3 separate regions of the Pan troglodytes genome follow, and regions 2 and 3 are each linked to region 1. Evidence: chromatin contacts called from public Hi-C and HiChIP or PLAC-seq data. All regions are on one chromosome and are shown on one strand. Each heading gives the region's core, a stretch centred on a gene start, on an enhancer-like site or on the middle of the called end of the contact. The rest is flanking DNA. Distances are from core to core; before and after follow the strand shown.

The links. Hi-C and Micro-C count contacts between places; a contact is called where the count stands out from the background. HiChIP or PLAC-seq counts read pairs in DNA pulled down with a chosen protein or histone mark.
Region 2: a Hi-C map of stem cell-derived neural progenitor cells shows a contact between it and region 1, with 5 times the contacts expected there. The contact joins the enhancer-like site here to the promoter of SLIT3 in region 1. A contact is called at or near these places in 3 of 7 Hi-C or Micro-C datasets (induced pluripotent stem cells and stem cell-derived neural progenitor cells), 1 of 1 datasets of contacts at active chromatin or transcription factors (stem cell-derived excitatory neurons) and 1 of 1 other capture datasets (stem cell-derived neural stem cells).
Region 3: an H3K4me3 HiChIP or PLAC-seq map of stem cell-derived excitatory neurons shows a contact between it and region 1, with 2.6 times the contacts expected there. The contact joins the promoter of SPDL1 here to the promoter of SLIT3 in region 1. A contact is called at or near these places in 1 of 1 datasets of contacts at active chromatin or transcription factors (stem cell-derived excitatory neurons) and 1 of 1 other capture datasets (stem cell-derived neural stem cells).

What each region holds. Positions count from the first base shown.
Region 1 is chr4:166,973,878-166,976,850 of NHGRI_mPanTro3-v2.0_pri, forward strand. It overlaps SLIT3 (slit guidance ligand 3), which reads right to left and starts at 1,418. Exons shown (of 36, transcript XM_016954159.4): 1 at 995-1,418. The coding sequence starts at 1,191.
Region 2 is chr4:166,663,111-166,666,083 of NHGRI_mPanTro3-v2.0_pri, forward strand. All of the region lies in intron 4 of SLIT3 (slit guidance ligand 3), which reads right to left. Among named protein-coding and RNA genes, the nearest start is that of MIR218-2, 220 kb to the left of the region's middle. Within about 2 kb of position 1,596, at least 5 of the 24 cell types and tissues checked have an H3K27ac peak or open chromatin away from gene starts, as enhancers often do. A contact at or near this core is called in stem cell-derived neural progenitor cells and stem cell-derived neural stem cells, where this site is marked.
Region 3 is chr4:167,256,837-167,259,809 of NHGRI_mPanTro3-v2.0_pri, forward strand. SPDL1 (spindle apparatus coiled-coil protein 1) reads left to right here and starts at 1,569. Exons shown (of 12, transcript NM_001280345.1): 1 at 1,569-1,771.

The DNA.
Region 1 (2,973 bases), core at 168-2,667:
ACCCACTTCTCGGCTGGGTTCCCAGTAAGGCTCCCACCCACTCCAGCGTTTCTCCCCCACTCCCTTACCCCACCCCAACTGCGGACTAAGAGGAGCCCACCCCGGAGTCCAAGTTTTGAATCTGGTCCGAGGATCAAAATGATAAATGTTTCCAAAACGTTGACATATGAAAAGTAAATATTTGGTTGCACAATTGGGGCTAAAACTAGGGTCAATCCACCCCATTCTCCAAGCGCCTCTCCATTCGCTGCCAAGCCCAAGATCTGAGGCTGAGTGCGGTTTGTAAGATTATAACGCTCGGTCTCATTTGAAGGGCTGTCAGCATTTCCATTCTCCGGCCCCTTCGTTCGGGGAGGCATTTATAACCGAGCCATAAAAAATTCACCCGGGGCTGCAACTTGGCATCTCCCAGACTGCGCTCCAGGCAGAGCGGTTTTTGCGAGCACCCACTCTGAATCTGTCCAGTTCCTCAGAAGTTAAACCTTCACCCACACTCTCAACTTTCCTTGCAAGGGCAGCCAGAGAGCGGCTGGCCCATTCTGATCTCCAAGCAGGTCAACAGTCTCGGGCCCTCTCTCCCGCCTCCGCGCCTTGACGGCCCATCATCCTATAGCTTTCTCCTTCGCCCGCCCCCCTTTTTAACGAGCGCAGACCCCTGACCCTCACCCTAAGACCTTGAGGCTGCAGTGCTCTTGCCTCCCCTCGCCTCTCCTCAGCTACTCCTTGGAAGCTGTCAGCGGGCCCTGCGCCTGGAACCCTCACCCCTGGAGAGGCACTGCTCTTTGCCCATCGCTGGGGGTTTCGAGACCTCTCTTTCCAGATCTGACCAAGCCTACAGACCCCCAGCTCGGAGAGTGAGGGATCGTATCCAGGAAGGGATGAGAATAGAGACTGCATCCAGGGAGGCCGAGGGGAAAGGACGGATCTGGCGCCTGGGGCCCCCTCGGTGGGACCCAGGTGGGTGGCCCGCGTGGGGTGGGGCAGGGGTACTCACAGGCGCTCAGCGTTGCGGGGGATGCCCCGAGGAACCGCGCGGAGGCCCAGCCCGTGGCAGTCCACGCTGGCAGCGGAGCAGGTACACTTGGTGGGGCAGGCGACGGCTGGGGGCCCACTCAGGACGCTCGCCAGCGCCAAGGCCAGCGCCAGGCGGGCGCGCACGGCGGCGCCGACCCCTGCCCACCCGGGGGCCATGGTGTGCAGGGCCCCGCTCCTGGAGGAGGCTGCCTCTGCGGGGCAAGACGCGTGGAGCCCGAGGAGGCGCGCGGGGAGCGCGGGCGGCCTGGGGAGCGGGCGGCGGAGTTAGCGCGGAGGAGGGGCGAGCTCGGCGCTCAGGCGCACGGGGCGCGGGCGGAGCGGGGCGCGCCGGGCGGCGGCGGCGGCAGCGGCAGCAACAGCAGCTCCATCGGCGGGGCCGGCGCTGCCCCGCTGCGCATCGCTGGGAGTGCCCAGGTGCGGAGCGCCCCCTGGCCCCGCTGGCCCGCGGGCCGGGTTGGGGACCTGGGGCGAGCGCAATGGGGCGTGGCGCCCGGGGAGGTCCGGCTTGGGGCTGGGCTGGGGAGCGCGGCGGCTGCGGCTGGGGCACCGGGCGGCCGGGTGAGCTGGCCGGCGCTCGCTCTCTCCATTCACTGAGCACGGCAGACACCGGAGACGCGGGGCCCACCCCTCCGGCCCCCCCCCCCTACCAAGAAACGCCAACTCCGCCTCCCATTGGCTGCGCCGCGCGTCATGTCGACTAAGTTGGGAACTTTGCTGGAGCGACCGAGAGCCTGGAGGGAGGAGGCAGTAGAGGAGGGAGAGAGAAGGAACCAGGGAAGGAAAGGGGCTCGGCCAGCAGGGCCCCGGGAAAGAAACACTGAAACTCATTCACTGTTAAGAGCCAGGGACGGATAAGGCTCCTGACACTTTTTTTTTTTTTAATTTTTGCACTGAGCTGAGCACTCTACTCATATTCTTTACTTAAGTCCACGATCTTCCAAGGGGTCGTCTGAAAACAGCTCAGAGAAGTGAAGCGACTTGCTGGAGGTCGCACAGCTGCTAGGGACGCCAAACCATGGCAGTGTCGCCCACGAAGCCGCTTCCCTACCGCACCTAGTACTCATGGCAGAGATCCACAATTTTGCCTGAAGAGCCTTGGTTGACACCAATGTACTCCACAGCTACACACACACACACACCGTGGTCCATGTTGTTGAGGTCACTGCTGGCAAACCTTACCCGGAAACTTGCCCTGCTTTGCCCAGACCCAGCGCTTGGTGGACTGGTAAAAGTAGTGATGGCAGCGACTTGGACCCCTGGATTGACAATGCCTTGTTCCATCCTCGGGTTTCTGCTTCCTGACTGGGTGACTCTGGGCCAATCGTGTCATCTCTGAGCCTTCGTTTTCTCAAATCAGGGGCCACAGTCCTACCTGGCCTCACCTCCCTGGGTTGTTTGGAGCATCACAGAAGAGAACGTGTTTTTGCAAAAGTCATTCGCGGACGAGGCATCCCTTCTGTCCCCAGCGCCTCCTTTCTTCCGGCGCCCGCTTTAAATTGGCTACGTCTGAGCTTTTCCAGATGCCAGTGGGGAGGGGCGTGTGCGTTAGAGGCTCCATAAATACTCGTAGGAATGATTTTGTTTGTTTGTTTGAAAGGAAAGGGCAGGAACTGGAGGAAGTATTGCCCGGATTTCCTTGAGGTCCCCTCACACTGAGAAGGCCTGAATGAGCCCTGCATATATATACACACACACTGGTGCCTACATATTCACAGCCACGCACACACTCTCACATACTCAGGCTCACACACACCCATTTATACACCCGCAATCACACACACGTGCACATGCATGCTCGCACACACACTCACATAGTGACAACTATACTCCTGAGAGCGCTTCTCTTTTCTTTCATAAGAATACTATTCTGATTTCTTCTACCTCATTTTCCTTCAAGGAAACTTTCAACTACTTGACCACATCCTGTGAATATATAGT
Region 2 (2,973 bases), core at 346-2,845, 310 kb before region 1:
ATAGCCACGAGCCACCTTCTCTTCCCACAATCTCTCCTCTCTTCCCTGCATCCCCAGTCAACAAAGGAGAGAGTCACAGAGAAGGGTGAGGGTGGGACAGGGTAAGAAACTCCAGCCCCAGCTCTAAAACCTTTACAGAAAGCCTTTGTTTGAATGCTAAACGTTTGTTTGTTTGAAGTGATTCAGATCCCGTGAGATCTTCTCAATTCTATTTCACTTTCACATGGCGGGCTTCACCTCTCAACTCTACCTTTCATGACCACCTCACAGCCTTAAAAGCATTCTCTCAAACTTGATGAGAATAAAAAAATTTAAAACAATTATCTCCCTGCCCCAGCCCAGTGTCAAAACAGCATCATTGTAAAGGGAGAGTGAAGGGGACCCAGACAGGTTATTTATTTTTGGCCTGTAAATAGAATTATAGGTTGAATAGAGCCTCTACATCAGCCAGGGGTCTTCAAACTCTTTTTAAAAGCAGGGGAACCTTCTGTCGAATGGAGTTGTGTGCAGGTACAGGGACCTCGGGCAGGTCCTGTCCCTCTTGGGTGGGTTAGTAATGTCCCTCAGCTGACTGCTGGGTCAGTCTGCAAGAACACGCTCCAGGGAGGTCTTAGAGAAAAACAAAACCCAATAACGTTATGTTGTCCTTGAAGAATGCTACACGAGAGCTGCCACGAGTAACAGCAGCTATCATTTATTGCCTGTTTGCCAAGTGCCAGACCCTGCACTAAGCACTTGTTTGCATTTGCTGCTTTCATTGGGCCACTGTCACCTTGTGGGATGGGAATGGTCATCTTCATTCTGTGAACGGGGAAAGTGAAGGTCAGAAAGGTAAAGGAATTTATCTGACATCACACAGCTAGCAACTGGCACTGCTGGGAGGTGCTCTTATTAGATACTATACTAGAAGCACTTGCTTCCCATCAAGAATATCTAACTGTAGTAACTCATAATAGCTAATGTTTTGGGGAGTGGTTATGATGTGCCAAGGACTCTGAACTGGGGGGTTTCATAAAGATTGTCTCTTTTTTTGTCCTTCCAAAAACCTTATCAAGCAAATTGTAGTTGTAATCCCATTTTTGAGCTAAGAACACTGAGGCTCAGAGGCCTCCAAAGGAGGAAGTGGGAGGAATAGAGTCTGAATCGCTCCAAGGCCTCAGCTCTCACCAGCATGGGGCAGTCACCTGCCTGGCTGGGAAGCAGGTGGAGAGCCTACAGCCCCAGGCTTGGGAGGGGACACGGGAGCCCCAGGTGCTGTGTGGGCCACAGCCCTCTAGAAGCTGGGCTGGGTCACAGGCATCACAAACAGTGGCTTCCCATGTTGGCCTCCCCACTGCCCCCACCACCCCCAGCAGCAAACCTGTAGGCAGGAGTGGGGAAATGCCAGCCTGGGGAATGCAGTGCCCTGGGGATCTATCAGGGAGGACGAGGGAAAGCCTCCCCCTTCTCTCAGAGGTTTTGCTCAGGATCCCCAGGAAAATTCTTTCAGTCATTCTAGCTGGCAATTGTTTTCAAAGGCCTACCCCAGAGACTGGAGAGGAGAAAGTGCCTGTCTCAGAATGGCCACCCTGGCTTGTCCATTACCATACAGAAAAACAGCGCAGACTCCACGTTCGCCTCTAACCCACACATTTCCCTTTTGACGCCCAATTCCCATCAGTCTCTGACCCAAGAGCCTGGGGTGGGGAGCTGGGGTGGGGGCAACGGCAGACCCTTTCAGGGCCGGAGAGGCCCCCTGACTGGCAGGCACTGATTTTTTAATTTAAAAAGCAAAGTAAACAGCAATATAAAAGGGCCCATATAAGAACTCAGTGTGTAAGTGGGACCTGCCTCAGGCAAATTTTTCTAATTTTCCTGAAAACAAGCATTTTTACCCTTTGGCCCAAAGCCATTGCCTTTGCCATTGGACTTGGCCCCTGCCCCACCCCCTCTCCTGAGCCACCCTTCTGTGTTTGAGAAGCTGCCCCTGGCAGAAAAGAGAATGACCTCCTGCGTTTTAGTCAGACACTTCATACGGGCTGGTGAAGGTTTTTTGAGATTGCTCACACCCCCAGCCAAGGAGTCTGTGGAAATCCTTCACAAAGTACAAGGCAGCCTTATGAATGGGGAGTGAGGAGCTTAATGACAGACGCAAGGACCCTCAACTACATCTGAAGGAGGAGAAAGAATTATGATGACCGAATCCTGTAGAATTCTGCTGAGGTTTACTTTTACTTTATGCGAGGGCTAATTAAGCTGGATTTATAAATAGGTTATTTATTTTTGTCTTGTAAATAGAATTATAGATTGAATAGAGCCTTTACCTCGGCCAAGGGTCTTCAAACTCTTTTTAAAAGCAGGGGAACCTTCTGTTGAATGGAGTTGTGTGCAGAACCATAGCATAAAAATGGAAGCAAAAGTTCTCCGGTCAGGTTGGAAAGGAAGGCCTGGGGTCCTGCTCAGGCCTGGAGGGCACCCATTTCCAGCGGCCATCTGTCCCCCTGCCCCAGTCCCTGATGTGTTCTGTGGAACCTCAGGGTTCCAAGGGACAGAGTCTGAAAGACATTGCTCTAAATGAATCTGTGCTGCATGGAATGTATTTTCCAGTCGCTGCCTCCAGGATTACTGAACACGGAGGGGGCACTGTGGTCTCAAATCCCAGGAGCATTAGCATTTCCGTTTTCATGTAGGTTGACACAGTGTTCCCTTGTACTAGAAAATGCCAGTGGGTGTTAGCAAAGGCCCTTTACACGCAGAACAATGAGCCCAGAGCGAGGCACGAGCTTCAAAGCCCTCTCTTCATTGGAAAGGGTGACGCGGCGCAAGATTTACCCCTGAACCTCTCTGGGAGTGTGAGCTTCATGGGCCTCAGTAGGTAGGTGTTTGGGTCGGCTCTTTTCAGTCCCCAAATGAAAATATCCTATGGGCTTATCTGAAGCCTCAGGTCTGACATTTAGAGGTGTGTCTTCCTTCCCAAACTGAAAACACACATTT
Region 3 (2,973 bases), core at 319-2,818, 280 kb after region 1:
CTAGGCAATAGTCGAGTTTACCACATTTCTGAATTCCTCCACTATGCCTAACACATTGCAGTCACTCAATTAATAGTTTAAAATATACATTTTTAAAATAGAATAGGAAGAAACATTAATAACATAGGGTATACCTTCTCTTGTAACAAAGGAGAAAAAATAAGTTCAGATCGATTTTAGATTACCTAATTGCAGCCAGTCATGATTGGCCTAAGCTAGAACAATCTTTTCCTGGCCCCTGAGTTAAGGAATCTTTGTTCAGTGATAGGGAAAACGGTATTTGTTTCATTTATCCAAGAACATAGGTGTGATTACAAAAGAATGAGCATCTGGTTCATTGGAGTCCCAGATAAATCTGTGAGACTACACTGTGAGCAATTTGTTGCCAATCTTAAAGCTCAGATCAACCCTTTGAGTCTGGCTTAGCTCAGGCAGAAATTGTAGTCTGCAAAAGAAACTGAGAAGAAGAGGGCAAGGAGAGTGTGGCATCCCAAGACATAAAGACTCAAATCAACGAGAGCAAGCAACTCTGTCAAATTTCACCAGAAGTGAGGACTAAATATTGACTACCGAATTTTGCAAGGTAGGAATCACTGGTAAACCTAACAAGAGCCACTTCATAGTATTGGTTGGGACCAAATCCTGGTTAAAGTGGGAAAAACAAACAAAAGAACAAAAGGTAAGAAAACGGAGATAATGGATGTAAAGATTTTTTTTCCCCAGAAATTTTGTTATAAAGAGATGAAAACAAATGCGGTGGTTGCTGATTGGTGTCAAGGAGGATTTTTTAAAAAATGAAATCGTGAAATGATTTTATGGCAATCACTGCAGCATGTTTATGAGCTGATAGGGAAGATCCAATAGAGAAGAAAAAACTGAAGATGCAAAAAAGAGCAGTTAGAGCCAAGTTCTCAAATAGGCAAGAAAAGATGGGCTCGAAAGAACGACATGATTCATGTAACAGTTACTAGGACTCATCAGTGCTCATTAAATGTTAGCTATTATTATTTCTGATCGCTTGAATTTTTGAATAGGCATCAGGTTTACAAAATATTATTATTAAAAACACATGCAAACAGCTTGGACTCTAAGTCAGACTGCATTCAATTCTAGTTCTACCACTTGGACAAGGCACTTTTTTTCTTCGGGCTTTTTCTCTGTGGAAAACGAGGAGTAATATCTGCCTCATAAGGCTGCGGGCTTAACTGAGATAATCTGTAAACTTTAGCACATGGTGGGAACTTAATATTAACGCCAGTATTACCACTGGTAGGGTGCATGAGATCGCACGATGGTGCCAAAGGTGTCTCTCCACCGCCCAGCCCAGCGACACTGTTCCCCTAGAAGGCATTGTCGTAAAAACAAAACAAAAAAAAACGAACAAACAAAACACCAAAACACGGAAACTAAAAGCAAATACTTAGAAGACATGCAGGAAACCAGCCCAAGGAAAAATTTATGTGAAGGAGCCACGTCTGCGCCTGCGCCTGCGCCAGGCCCACGGCGCGCCACTTGCACATGCGCAGTACCTGTAGGAGGGGGCGGGCGCTCCATTGGGCGTTTCTCTTAGTTTTTCCTTTACGCGCGGCTTGGGCGGACGTCTCGTGAGACGTGGGACTTCTCGCGGGAACTGCATTCAAAAAGCCCAGGCGCTTACTCGAGAGCTAGCCGAGTGAATGGGTGGTGACTGTGGAGTTGGCGTCCTCAATGTGGACGACCTGAGCTCCCATTAGGAGCCGCTGGCTGCGGCAGCAGGGGACCAGCGTGAGAGGTAGGGGCAAGGGGCCTGGTGGGAGGTGGGTGTGGAGAGCGGCAGTGGAGAGAGTCGAACAGGCCCTAAAGAAAGCTAGGGGCCGGGGTCTCGGCCGAGGCCTTTAGCTGAAACATCTCCTTCCCCGGAACCCTGGGGTCTTATACACTGGGTTCCGAGCCGGTCTTATCTTCCGTGGGACCGCCTCGCCGCCCTCAGGGATTCTGGACAAACATGGAAGGCTGGGTCGGTTGCCGGGTCCTCAAAATGATAACCGCCACTGGATCTGCGCTGTGCGGTACGGTAGCCTCTAGCCCGAACTGAGAAATGGTGCAGATGGGAGATACACACTGGGTTTCAGAGATAGCGCATAAGGAGTAATATCTCATTAATAATTTTTATAATGATTACATGTTGAAATGATAATGTTTTGAGTGTATTTGTTTAAGTATGTAAATTAATTTTTCATCTTTGTTTACTTTTTAAAACATGATGGCTCCTAGAACATTTAAAATCACGTACATGACTCCCGTTATATTTCTGCTGGACAGCACTGCCCCAGCCGTGTGTCAGATTCTACCCTAATTGCTTTTCATTCGTTATCTCATTTAATCCTTTCAGTAACCGATTAGGTGGGTGTTATTGTGCTTGTTTTTATAGATGATTAAACAAGAAATTAAATAACTTGTCCAAGTTCATGCAGCCAGTGAGTAGTGGAGGCGGGGTAAGAACTCAGGTAGTTTGATTCCCAGAGTTTCCTGTGTCCCAAATGCTTTGTGTGTGCTATATTTTTGAGAAGCAGGACAGGAAAAATGGTTGCAGCACCAGAGTTTCTAGGTAGATTCTAGTTCCCATCACACTTCGCGTCTTAACTTGCGGGTAACCCTAAGCAAGTTACCTAAAACTTTCTATGCCTCAGCTTGCATGTGTCAAATGAGGGAAATACCTTCAACCTCTTGAAGTTGTTGAGAAGATTGAATAAGAATGTGTATAAAGCACCAAGCACAATGTCTGTCACACATTAGTAGTTTTTAATCAACCACGGCTCTCTTTGTAGATTGATAGGTTAACTCTTTCTCATCCATTAGACCTCTGCTGAAAAGTTACTTCCTCTGGAAAATTTTTTTGTCCATGTTCCCTTATACGCGCTGTCCCCCAGATTAGGACAGCTCCCTCTTGTTACAGGCTCAGGTAGCATACATACATCTGTCTCTCTTGCACTT